2 separate regions of the Mus musculus genome follow, and region 1 is linked to region 2. The links are chromatin contacts, called in public HiChIP or PLAC-seq maps. All regions are on one chromosome and are shown on one strand. Each heading gives the region's core, a stretch centred on a gene start, on an enhancer-like site or on the middle of the called end of the contact. The rest is flanking DNA. Distances are from core to core; before and after follow the strand shown. Region 1 holds the start of Pdgfrl (platelet-derived growth factor receptor-like). Region 2 holds the start of Mtus1 (mitochondrial tumor suppressor 1).

What was found. HiChIP or PLAC-seq counts read pairs in DNA pulled down with a chosen protein or histone mark.
Region 1: an H3K4me3 HiChIP or PLAC-seq map of embryonic stem cells shows a contact between it and region 2, with 14 read pairs. The contact joins the promoter of Pdgfrl here to the promoter of Mtus1 in region 2. A contact is called at or near these places in 4 of 39 promoter capture datasets (the C10 cell line, cranial neural crest, liver and 1 more), 1 of 484 Hi-C or Micro-C datasets (nephron progenitors), 4 of 115 datasets of contacts at active chromatin or transcription factors (bone marrow-derived macrophages, embryonic stem cells and pancreatic cancer cells) and 2 of 9 other capture datasets (adipose tissue and liver).

What each region holds. Positions count from the first base shown.
Region 1 is chr8:40,923,532-40,929,818 of GRCm38.p6, reverse strand. Pdgfrl (platelet-derived growth factor receptor-like) reads right to left here and starts at 3,586. Exons shown (of 6, transcript NM_026840.3): 1 at 3,394-3,586. The coding sequence starts at 3,448.
Region 2 is chr8:41,128,457-41,135,608 of GRCm38.p6, reverse strand. It overlaps Mtus1 (mitochondrial tumor suppressor 1), which reads left to right and starts at 1,883. Exons shown (of 14, transcript NM_001005863.2): 1 at 1,883-2,128.

The DNA of each region.
Region 1 (6,287 bases), core at 2,337-4,836, 210 kb after region 2:
GACAAGTGAAAAATGCCATAGCCAACTGCAAGTGCACAAAAATATTGCTTAAAATCACCTTTGGATTATATATGTATAGCAGATACACATAACATACATGAAGTCTAAGCTTCATGCTTAGACTCCAGTCCCACATCCAAGAAACTTGGTTATGCTTATGCAAACATGCCAAAAATCTGGAAAAAAAAATGCTAGCCTGACCCACATCTGTTCCCAAGAATTTTTGAGAGCGATTGTCAGCTTGTTCTTGGTCACAGCAGCTCTAGGAAGCTGACATGCTTTGGTTAGTGAGATCTATGATGCTTGTCAGTTTCTAAAAAACGATGTCTTCACACTCGTTTGTTCTCTGTTCCCTCCATTTGATCATGAAGACCAGGAAGAAAGGACCTTATAGCCTTGACCACAGAAAACAACCCTCTCTCTGAATTTTCCTCATCCTTCTGACAGCCTCTCTCTTTCTCTCTCTCTTGCTCTCAGACTAACCTCTTGAATGGCACTAAGTATGGAAGACAGGTTTATCTGTTAAACATACAGGCCAAGACCCTACATGCTCTGAAACATCCAATAATAGCACTTGTAAGCAAGATGTATTTTGTGAATACTTATTTATGTATGCATAGGTTTCTGGTCTACTGTCTGTTTCCAAGAAGTAAGCCAACACAAGAAAGTGATACATTGTTCTTGCTGGATAGTCATGGTCACTGTATCATTTTCCTTATCTTCTTTCAGACCTGGTTTCCCCCTCTAATGTTTTGATCTTTTTTTGAATTTTAGAAGCTTTCAGATTATCTAAGTCTAAATTATCTGAAAGCTATTGGATGAAGGGGCTTGTGTAGGTAAATGGAGATGCATTAATGGATCAATATGCGTATCTCAGCACTTGACTGTCACATTAAATATGCGTACGTAGGTGATAGGAGGTCAGTAGGTGACTGCAGTTTTATACTTTCAAGTGTGGACGTGGCAGTGCACCACTGGACAGAACGGGTCCTGGGAGCAGTCCCTCACTAACTGGGGTCTTGGCCTATTTATTCACTGTTTTCAAGCCTTCAGTTCACGAAATGGGTAGACAGTGTGGTCCTTCAGGTCTTCCCATTATAAAGAGAAATAGCATTATTTCTCAAAAACTTTAGAATTGGGCAAGACAAATGCCACTGCTTAGGACAGATGTCTACTCCGTGGATGCTTGCAGCGAAGGCTCTTCCTCTGAGGCTGTCTTCCAAATATGATCACAAAGTGGACAGGCTCAGGGACAGTTACAGTCACAGCTTGTGCCTGTAGTTGGGGCTGAGGGATGCAACCTGACCTGCCAATCAGATCTCAGCACTGGAAGGACGGCATGAATAGTTGCTCTCTTTGGCTGTCCCTGCGCTCTTCCTGTCACTACATCAGGATTCAAAACTAATGACAAAAATTCTTGAAAGGGTTAGGAAAACAGTTAAATAACTTAATGGAGTCAGTTTAATTTTCAGTATGTTTAACATTTTGTCAATGGCATATTATATTACATATATGTATCATATAAATATATATATGCACACACATATCATATCATATGTGTCTGTAAGTATAAGGGCAAGACCCACATTTACCTATTATTAATTATTAAATATTTGACCCATATTCCTCTTTGTCTCATAAATACTTATTGCTTGTAGGAGTAGAAGTTTATTTAAATAGATGCTAATTCATTTAGACAGATGTCTGCCGTACTTCACAAACTCCGACCTATGTTGGCTGAAGTCAATCTCAAGCCTTTCCAACCGGCTCCAACTTGAGTCCCTCCAACTCCAACTCCAATGGACTGTTTGAAGTTGTTTTGTCTGGCCGTCTTCTGCTCTATTCAAAAATGACTCCAAATACTGCATCCCCACCATTTTAGCAGTCAGAGACAAGGACCTGCCAGGAACGATTTAATACCGTGTTGTGCAGACTGAGCTCAGGGCAAAGGGGAACTGCTGTTCCCCTCCCCCAGAGGCTCTGCTTACACTTTTTTATTTACTCAGTCAGAGTCTGTCCTTAAGGAGCCTCGTGCACAGTGTCATGAGCCACCACCACCTTGAACGTCTGCATACTCGAGGCAGAGGACTGTAGCTTTAGAGAATGGAAACCCGGATGGAAGGGTCGGGATTGATGAGTGGATCAGTCCCAAGCCAGGTTGAGCCGGCTCCAGCATGGGATTGCATAACAGCAAGACACTTTTCAACCAAATCTAAGGAGCACATTTGTGGCAGTAACTGAGGAATTTTAAGGAAGCCTTGAGATCGGTCGCCAGATGTACTATGCAAACAGCAACGATTAAATAAATGATGCAGGAAATAAAATAATTAATTAAATTAAAATAATTAGCAGTGATATGTACTTAAAAAAATGTATAGTGTATAAAAACCACACACACAAACACACACACACACGTAATAAAGCCTAATCCTACGGTTATCTGTCTACAATACAGGATGGACCTAGGGCAGGTACACATCTCAAATAAACATTTTTTAAAGTGATGTAGTGGTTGGTGAAGTGGCTCCTTTTCATTACCATAGCGCAAGGAGGAAGCTCACCCCTGCACGGTGCCTTTTGATTTTCATAAGTCTGCTGTAGCATACACACTCCCAAACACACACACACACACACACACACACACACACACACACACACACACACACACACACACACACACTAAATGCAATTTAAAAAATTAAATGATGCAAGGCCCTCCTATGTGCTACAAAAAAAAAAAGTAGGCTTTGTTTCCATCCATCCTCTTATTTATACGGAAAATATAACTGCGGTCTAGTTTTTTTTTTTTTTTTTTTAAATTGGTTTAGTGCAGCATTTTGTTGTTGTTGTTGTTAAAAGACCTAGGCAAATCTAGCAGGATTTTAGTTCAGATTGGTATACAACAACAGCAACGACAACAACAACAACAAGCAAACAAAACAAGACTGTAATGGGGAAGGAAGACACACAGGGAATTTTCCACAAGAATCTCTTTGCTTAGGTGGCACCGGCTACAATAGTCCAGGGCGAGGATCGGTCGTATAAAGGTGGAAGCGAGCCACTGCGGGCGCGCCATCAGACCGACACGTTGACACAGGGGGCTGGACCAGGCTCCGTCTGGGGAAGATGGGGTAGATCGGTTCGATCGCCTGTGGCTTTCTGATAAGGCTAGAGAAGTCCTGATAGGCTCTTTCGGTCAGTGCAACCGCCGCCTTCACAGGAGTTCTTCAGGGCGATGGGGGAAAGGAAAAGAAGAAAGGGGACCCTTCTAGGACGAGCCAGGTACACCGGAAGGTGACCAGCGCTGGGGACGATCCCTATGGCCAAAAGTTAGAGGAGTTGCTGAGAGAATCTCGGACTGGGCGAAGGCGGTCAGAAGCCAGAGTCACTCACCATCTTCCAGCGCTTCGTGTAGCAACAGAAGTCCGAGCAGCAGCCAAAACTTCATCTTCAGGGCTGGTGACCTGCAGAATAGTTCAGGACTGCAGACGGCGCGACAGGCTGTCCAGGGCAGGGCAGGGGCGCAGAGGGGAGGCGGCGCCTGGGACACCACAGCTGGAGGATTCGGTTTCACTGGGGGAAACACAATTTGGGGGAAAAAAAAGAAGATTAAAAAAAATTTTTTTCCCCTGTGTAATGTGATCTCTTCTGCCCCCTGGTGGAGTGGTGACGGATAGAGCTATTACCAAGCACTGGGAAGACAAATGACTAGGAAGGCCTAAGGTGACCTAGATGATGGAATCAGGAATCAGTCCACCTTCTCTGGTAGGGTCTTGCTTCTTAGCAAAAAAGTGCGTCTTAAGTTTCTCTTGGTCCCCAGGTGTTCTCTTACTTGCACTAAAAAAAAAAAAAAAAAAAAAAATGGGTTTGCTATCGCATTAAAAAATATTGTTGGTTGTGGCTGCTCCTTTTAGGCCTGGTCAGAGACAGGGTAAGAGCGCATCTAGTCCTGGACCTGATGAACCTGCGCATCTTATGCAGGTGAAGGAGCTGTCATAGTGGGGAGGGACGGGGCTGCCTGTCTGCAGTCAGAGGGGCTCACAGCAACTGCTTGTATGAGCTTAACAAATGGAGAACCAGAGAGAAGAGAGGAGACGGGAGGATAAGCAGATAGCGGGAACAGTATGGGGAAAGAACTGGACTTCCGGTTGCGGTAGAGCGGGCTGTCAGTGTGGACCTAAGTCTAGAAAGGCCTTTTAAGAACCCCTCCGAGTACGCTGGGAGGAAATATGCGCCCAATGGAGGAGAAGAGCATTATTAGCAGTCCTGGGCCATCAAAAGTCAGAGTGAAATGTTAGTCCTTCTCTTATATGGTTTTTATTTTTTTGCCCATGGATTGTTTTCTAAATAGTATTTTAATTATACATCTTAGTGTTTTCTATGACTAAGATTCTCATTGCTCCTTTTGGTCTTACTTAGTTAAAAAAAAATCCCTTCAAACTAGTGCACACTATTAAGAATTTGCTTAGAAAAATAAACTTAAAAAAAAAACTAAATATTGGGCATTCCTTGCTTGTTCCCTAAATAAAGACATTTAACTTCTCAAAATAATCTTCCATCTAAATAGAATCAAGACGGATTACAAAATTATTATTTTTTTAAAGTCAGACATTTCTTATTTGTTTGAGGTCTCTCTACTTTGCCCTTGCTGTCCTTGAACACACCATAGAGAGGCCTCTAACTCACAGAGATCCACCTGCCTCTGCACCCTGCAAGTACTGGAACTAAAGGTGGGTGCCCCCGTGCTTGTCAAAACAGGAGCAATGAGAATCTTAGTCATAGAAAACACTAAGATGTCTACTTAAAATAACTACTGCTAATGCCGCTTCTACTCCATTGGGCGCATATTTCTGCCAGCGTACTCTGAGGGGTTCTTAGAAGCAATGTCAAAATCTTTGCTATTCCCCAAGTCAGTCATCAAAGGTAACATAGGGTAAGACAAGGACCCCAGCTACATAATTTCCATGAGGCAAAAAGAAATGACCTTTTCAATGCCAGGAAGCATCAGGTGATAAAGACGTACCATTATCGGCTGCATACTTGCAGCAAAAGCCATCCAATGACAGGGGAACTAAAAAGCAGGAACTTCTGGTCTAAGATTGCCTGCCGCTGCCTCTCCTACCTCTGCTGCAGAGTTTCAGTGATTCATGTTTTCCTGTGTATCCAAAGAGTGCCTCTTACGAGTTGTTTATATACATACCCTCATGTCAATGTAAGCCACTTCAGAAACATTTGTCGTGCAAGCCTGACTTTTCTTGGGCTGTGAAACTCTTGGTGCTTACACATGAGCAGTTTGGGGAAGACTCTGGCATCTTGGAGAATCACTGATTAGAGAATAATAGAACCCCGAACCATGACAGTTTCTCTTTGATTTGGAACAACAGGTAGCCTTGAGTTTGCCTGGATGGCCTTTGTCTTCCAGTTGGCTGCTCCTGTCTTAAGTGCATCGAAAAGAAATCTGAAAGTTTTGACATAGTGTCTATAAGCTACTACTAGAAAGCTTCGAATGGCAGGACAGTGTTTTTGAATACTTCTCTACTTTGACCTACATTAAAAGACAAATGGAGGTAATGGGTTTGTATTTGCTTGGCCCAGGGAGTGGCACACTTAGGAGGTGTGGTCTTGTTGGAGTAGGTGTGTCACTGTGGGCATGGGCTTAAGACCCTCATCCTAGCTGCCTGGAAGTCAGTCTTCCACTAGCAGCCTTCAGATGAAGATGTAGATCTCTCAGCACCTGCCTCTCCATGCCTGCTTGGATGTTGCCATGTTCCCACCTTAATGATAATGGACTGAACGTCTGAACCTGTAAGCCAGTCACAACTGAATGTTGTTCTTATAAGAGTTCCCTTGGTCATGGTGTCTGTTCACAGCAGTAAAACCCTAACTACGACATGGGCCGATGGGATTATTTTTGTGTGTTTTGGAGAAATCTTTAAGTTACTTTGTGAAATATGGAGATGTAGCATAATCCCTCAGCAATGCAGACTTTGAGGCCTTAGACACAGAAGGGCACACACCTACAGACTAACTATTCAGGAGGCGGAAAATAATAGGGTCTCTTGGGCCCAAGTCCAAGGCTACCCTTGGCAACATAGTGGACCATCACAAACAAAACAAAGCCTTACTGAAGAGACTTGATACCTATTTAATAATTATTGTTACATACAAGTGTGTGTGTGTGTGTGTGTCTTGTTCAGCCTTTATAATGTCACTTGTATATTTTCAGGGCTATTTGATAACCAATTGTTCTCCTCCCTGGGGGAGACTCAGTAGGAACTAGCGAGCTA
Region 2 (7,152 bases), core at 634-3,133:
GAGAAGCTAAGGTTCTGATTTCCACACCTTCAAAAAAGTGACAGTCACATCTGCACCGTGACTGCCTCTAAACTGTGACGTATCTCCAATTACTTCAGTGAGTGGTTGTTTTTTTAAATTTTGTTTTCTTCTTTCAATTTATCTTACAGAAATAAAAAGTAAAACTGATTCCATATTCATACATAGAACTAAGTCGCACAATGGAATGCAGTGGTGGTGGGAATCTGGATGTGTGTGGATTATATTGGGCCAAATCATCGGGGGCACGTGGCTTATAAAGGCTTAAATAATATGTTTAACACAAGGAGGATTTTCCTTAGGGAGGAAGCATGTTGCTAATTAGCATAATTATCTCATGACTTGCCAGAAAAAAACATCCGGGGCTTTTTTTTTTTTTTGGTTTTGTTTTGTTGGGTGCCTTTTGCTCAAGGGAGAATTGTCCGATGGTTTTTAATGCTGTGCCACTTTAAAACTAGTCACATGATTTTTTTCCTAACGTCAGACAGAGTTGATATTACGACAGGGATTTCAAAGATAAGCAAGAGGTGTTATCTACTGGAATATGGAGGGAAAAAAAGGGGGAGTCGGGCCTGCTCGGCTGGGTTTGTGCCTGCCTTGGCTGCCCTCACAGTGTGACCATGTGCAAGTCACTTGGCTTTTCTGAGCTTCGGTTGCCTCACTCAAATAATAGAGATAATAATCTAACCTATTTACAGCAGGGTCTACTTGTGAGCGAAGAATGGATCATTGTTCACGTGAAAGCACTTAAAGCTATAAACAGCAAAGCTATTAGATCATCCAGCATTCGTGGTATAGGCAACCTCTGAAATGCTGCTTCTGCTCCCTCACCCCCACCCCCGTCCCCCGCCTCTGCGCTCCAAGAAATGTACTGAAAATGCTTTTTCAGCAATCCCAGGCCACGTAGTTTTATATATGTATACACACATGCATACATTAAACTTAGAGTTCTGGGTTGTCTGACATGTTCAGGAATGTTTTTATCTGTTACAAGCAGGCTATCAATCTTTAGGGAAAAAACCTTATATTAAAATATGCTTAGTGGAGGCTGAAATTTCCTCAGTTTGATTCAAGAACAAGGACTTTGGCTTTCAAGTGGCCAGACCTAGCTTCTCTTCCTAGCTTCTCCCACTACCCCAACCCCACCCCCATCTGAACTTCTAACAGTCGGAGTGCTGGTTTCTTTAATCTTTAATAGGTGCTCGCTAGTAATCTGCTCGGAAGTCTGAAGACAATATAGGGCGCAGGTGGGACTCTCCGAGAACAATCAGTGCTGCTTCCTTATAAACCCTTACGCTGATAAGCCTGCAACTTCCCCACCTCCCAACTCCAAAGCCCTTCGCGGGACAGGGAATTCTGGCTGCGAGGGGACCCAGGAGGAGCCAATCCTCCCTCTGGCTAGCTAGCCTGTCCGACGGTCCTGGGGCCCCAAAGTTGGGCTTGGCAGAGCTTAGCTTTCCCACCAGGACGTGAATGGTTTGGGGTCGCGCGGGACAGCCAGCCAAGCGCGCAGTCAGCAGCGGTGGCTTTGCGACACACGTGGCAACAGGTGCAGCGCGATCCAGGACGTACGCCCGGGGCTTGTGGCTTATGTTGACGTTTAGCCAGGGAGCCCGACCCGGCTGGCGACCGTAGTGGAGCTCCGCGGGAGTCATCGTGCCTCAAGGAACCCCTGCTCGTCTCTCAGGTTAGTTTTTTTGGGGGGCACTGCCCCTTCTGCCCCCCTCTCCCCCCCGCAACCTGGCCTTTGTCTGGGCTCTAGGAGCCGCCGCGGGCGAGGGGCGAGGCCACCCAGCCCAGGATCCTCCGCCTTCGCTCCTCCCCCTGGCGGCCCGGGGCGGGGAGGCTGGGACGCCCGGGCTCCGGGTTCCCGGTTCCCGCCTGGCCGCCAGGGTGCTGGTGCGGGTTGGGGTCGATCTGCAAGCCCCAGGTACAGACGTCTCCAAGGCAGGACCCGCCGAGGGTGCAGAACGCCGTGGCTCCCCCCAGGGCTGGCTCCCCGGCTCTGCGGGCAAGCGCGGAGTGGATCCCATTCCGTCGCCCATCCCGGCCGCGGTGGGGACCTCCGGAGAACGAGGAGCTGGGGAGCGGCGACTGCAACGCACTCACGGTGACCGGACTGGCTTTCCGGGGAGGGGGGCGGGTGTCCTAGTGGGTTTCAAAGTAGGAGGAGTGGGGAGGCTGAGCTCACGTGGGACCCGCGGGGCTCCTGCAGGACAGCGGGCTGCAGTTGCTGTCACCTTGAAAGTGACCGAGGCGGTGGGTTTATTGTGGATAAAGGACAACTGTCAAGTTTGCATCCTCGGTGGAAAGCCGCCCACCAAGCGCTGGATTCTGGCTCTGGACCTGGCAGCCTCAGGCTTCCGGCTGGGCGACTTGCCGGGGTCCATTCCCACTAAGCAGTCAGGGCAGAAAATATGGGAGAAAGGGAATTAGTGCAGTTCCCCAGGTCCTCATGCGGGTTTTACTCCCTGCAGCCTGCGGGTTCTTACAAACTCTAAGGGAAAGCCCACGTTGAGGGTCGCCGTATTGATTACTCAATAGAGGACTTAGCTCGAATTTCCGCGAAGTCTTTGCGCCCCCCCCCCCAACTAGGGTGATCTGTTCACTTTTCACTTGTAAAAGTGACACATTGAATTGTAAACATAGCTTGCATACTGGCACTCACTCTGCAAAATGCTACTTTTAAATTGTCTTGTGTTCTACCAGAGGAAATCCAGTGTATTTTGTTTGTCTTAAAACCAGAGTCTTAGGCAAAACAGGAGGAAAGCGAGCTTTCATGTTCTGCCAGGTGATTGGAGTTCAATCAAGGTATCAAATCACAGCGCGGTGGGGGTGGGAGTGGATTCCGGGGATCCGGAGACAACTTGTGGGAGGGCAAAAAAGAGGTGGGGTCGGGCCCCCGCTAAACATATGACCTCTGTAAGGAATGTTTTACAAATAGGTTATCAGTTTAAATAGTTCATCCCCGTTCTCTCCAGCAATCCCTTTAGGGCAATCTGTACTCTGTTGTGTGGGTGTGTTTAAACTTCTTGTTTACAGATTTATTTCTCAAGAACTGTATCGATAAGAAAAGTTATGCAAGAAAACCTGTTCCTGCCCTGTTTTTTTAAAAAAGGCATAGAATTTAGTTTAAAATACTTTTAAAATGTTGTATCGATCTTCACCTGAACCCTCTCTCCACTGCCCCGGCCCCCCCCCCCCGTGACCCACCCCCTTGTTCAATGGATGGAGCGAAGAGTTTTGTATATACCAAACACCTGGATTATCATTGATAGCTGCCCCAGCCCCTCACCTGTTCCTTTTAAAAACTAGATTTATGTGGGAAACAAATTGTGTTTGGGAGAGGTCTGTACCTTTTAATTAACCGTTAGGAATTCAAGGATAATTTTTGTAGGGTTTAGCTAGGATTGTGAAATTCTGGATAAATTTCTTGTAGACTTTTTGGAAACTAGAGTTACAAGAATTAAGCTTTTAAGAAGCATGTTGATTAGTAACCCTGAGAGCTCTGATTTCAACCGGAATGGACCGCTGATGTATACAGTTTGATACATTCAGGAAAATAAGAGTCAATCCCACCATTTCTCTTTTTCTCCCCTTTGTAAACTATAATGAAAATTCCCCCATTATATAAAGCCTTCAAAATCTTAATAAGTGTTACACATTATATTCTATACACGTGTCGATTTACTTAACCTTGTTTTACAAGCTGATCTTTTCATTTTCAGTTACTGTAATTAAATATGCTATTGCAACCCTTAATCGCTTTTAAAATTTTGTCTGCAAGGTAGGTTTCCTTAGGATAAAGTCCTTGGAAATCACAATTAGTGGTGCAAAAGTTTCTTTTAAAAATATTGAACTTTGGTCTCCAAAACGCCTTAGTCAAACTAAGCAGACCAGAACTGGCTCTTGTGTTACCGTCTTTCTAACACCCTTAAAAGGAAGTAGTATTGCCAGCTTTATAGGTGAAGAGTGCAATCTTGGTATTTATGTTTCCATTTCTAGGATTGCAAATGTTATCAAGTACCCCACATGGGTTTCTAGTTCCTTTTCTTGTTTTCTTTTCATTTTGAGACAGGGTTTCTTTGTGTAGCCTTGACTATCTTCAAATTTGTCCTGTAAACCAGGCTGGCCTTGAACTCAGAGATCTGCTTGCCTCTGCCTCCCAAGTGCTGGGATTAAAGGCATGTGCTACTACATCGGGATAGTTTTCCTTTTATTTCAGTGTAGCATCACATTTTCCTCTTGGGATATTGGCATTTTTCTACTTATAAAAACCTCCTCCAGGCCGTTGGGTTGGCATACATCTGTTCATACTGCAAATATTTTTCTCAATTTGTGTTTGCCCTGTAAACACATTTATAGATGTGTTGACTTCCAGAAGTGTACTTCAGTGTTGTCAAACATGTTGGTTTTTCCCAAAATGGATGTTTAGTAGTTCTGAGTCACAGTTTAGGAACCACATATGGCTGTCACTTCTGGAACTATGACTACAACTTCTATGTTCTGCAGTAGCTGCTGTTGTGCAATTTTTTTTTCCTTTTGCACATGTTAATGACAAATTGTGGAGAATGGTATATGTCATTAGGACGGTCTTAGGGCTTGGAGAAATGGCACAGTCTGCTTCTTCCAGAAGATCTGGGTTTAGTTTCCAGCCCCCACATCAGGAAGCTTACAGATTGCCTGTAACTCCAGCTCCCTAGGGAACTAGTGTCCTCTTTGGGCCCTTTGTATGCACCTGCACTCAATCAGATCAGAACACTTAGGGAAACTGTATATAAATGTTGGGTGAGGGTTTTCCTGATTCTTTGGGACCTGAGGAATCTTGAAACCATCTATTTAATCTTTAGGACATTTTTTTCATATCTCTTTCTGTCCAGAAAGCCCTGCAATCACTCTAAAAGCTTGAGTTGAACCCATCCATAGAATGTGTCCATAAGCTTATCATGTCTTGCCTTGCCCTACCCTAAAGCTGAGAAAATGATCAAGACAATCTTGAATCTAGGTGTTTGTAGTGCTTTAAACCTCTATCAGATGATTCCATGTTTGTATCTTTTCAGTGACAACACTCCACAGATCTGTGTTTCCTAGTATTCTGGGGGAAACCTTTTTAATTCATTGGCTATCTTATCAGCATGGCTGTGTCGTCTGTGAGCTTTTGAATTCATTGATGAATATTTTAATGTGTTCTTTGCTACCAATAGAGCCAACAACTCAAAAGTTCAGAGATGTCTTTGAAGAAACTTTTCAATTGGCATCACATTGTTTGGAATTTGTTTTATGTGTATGAATGTTTAGCTTGAATATGTACCACATGCATGTCTGATGTTCATGGAGGTCAGAACAGGGTGTCACATCCCCTGGAACTGGACTTACATGTGGTTGTGAGCCAGCATGTCGTTATTGGAAGCTGAGCCAAGGTCCTCTGTAAGAACCACTGTTAACCACAGACTCTTCTCTCTAGCCCCTTACCTAGCATTTTTATGGTATCCAAAGAGGTAACATTGTGTGTATGATCCAAAATCAAGTAGTAGCCATTGGCTTGGAAAGAGACAGCATTCTCCTCCTTATCCAGTAGCTGTGTGGCAATGGACCATGTGTGGTTGGTTAGAGCATGACTACATAGCCAGGTCTCAGGATGTATGCCTGCAGTTGTAGCACTGGGGAGGTAGATGCAGTAAGATCAAGACCAGTGTTGGCTACAGCCTAAAGTGTGGCTAGCTGGGTTTACATGAGTCTTTGTCTCAAAAAGTAAATTGTCAAAGTCTACAGAGAGCTGCAACTTTCACATCTGGTGGGACTGTTCAGAGAACATACCTTTAAAGATTTCTCTGTAACAGCTCAAATGGTTAGAGTTTCAGATGGCCAGCAAATGTTAGTTGATTTGGACTTTCTTGAAATCTCTTGACCAAGTTTGGCCTTCACCTCACAGAGAACTGACAGATTCTGCCTCCACCCTGCTGAGATTAAAGCCAGGTGCCTGAAATCTTGTGCTTAGCCAAGAAATGTAGGTGCTATACAATCAAAACAACAAAGTCTGAGAAACTTAGGTGCTATACAATCAAAACAACAAAATCTGAGAAAAATGTAAATCCCTGGGATTGAAAGTCTTTGGAATTTGCGGCTCTGGGGATTATAAAGTCTACTCTCTTATAGTCCATTTGCAATTTTTGCCATATTTTTTCCCCATTTTTTTGAGGCAGGGTTTCTATGGACCAGGCTGGCCCCCATCTCAGAAATCTTCAAGACTCTGCCTCCTAAGTGTTGGGATCAAAGGTATGTGCTACCATCACCTGGCCCAGATTATTTTTAATATTCATTATTGTAGTTTAGTTTAATACGGAATTGCTGATACGTGTTTTCTTGATGTCCAAATCTATAGTTGATAAGTTTCCCAAATTCTAACACTATTAATAGATTAAGTTATGTTTTTTGAAGGGGGCGAAAACAAACAACAAAAACAACAAAAAAACCTTTGAAGGCTTGAGATAGCTCTGCTCTGGAATCTTGACTCTACTCTGGGTCTCTGAAGACCTTGAGCAAGTTTATCATCAGCCCCCCTTCTTGCATACTGTCCTTAGGCCCTAGGGGTGTGCCACCAAGCTGAGAGTTAAGAATGGCTGTTCAGGGTTTATGTTTGGGCATCCAAAAATGTCTCCATAAAAGGAGATGACACTCAACAGACAGACAGACAATATACAGACATACAGACAGAGCGAGCAAGCACTAGTGCCAGGATATGTTGTCCTCTGAAGAAAAAGAGGATCTGGGAAATGGCTAAGCTAGCCTGAAGTCTTGTTTTATAAAAGCCTGCTTGACAAGCGTGCAGACTTTGGGTGCAGTCTCTATCCTTTGCTTAGGATGGTTCAGTATAATTAGGGATTGAATGTGACTTTCTTTGAAATGTTTGTTTCCAAGCCAAATTTCATAAAAGTTGATGGCAGTTACAGTTTTTGAAATGACTTCAGTGTTTCTTGAAATCAGCTTCCCTTTCTTGTGGGCATTTTTCCCATTATGGCACAAAGTATCGCCTTAGCTTGTTCACTTGGTCCAAGATAAAGAAAAAAAAGTGTGTATTTTGGGATGGCATATTTGGGGTTTTTATCTTTACTTTGTAGAAAAATACAGCAACAT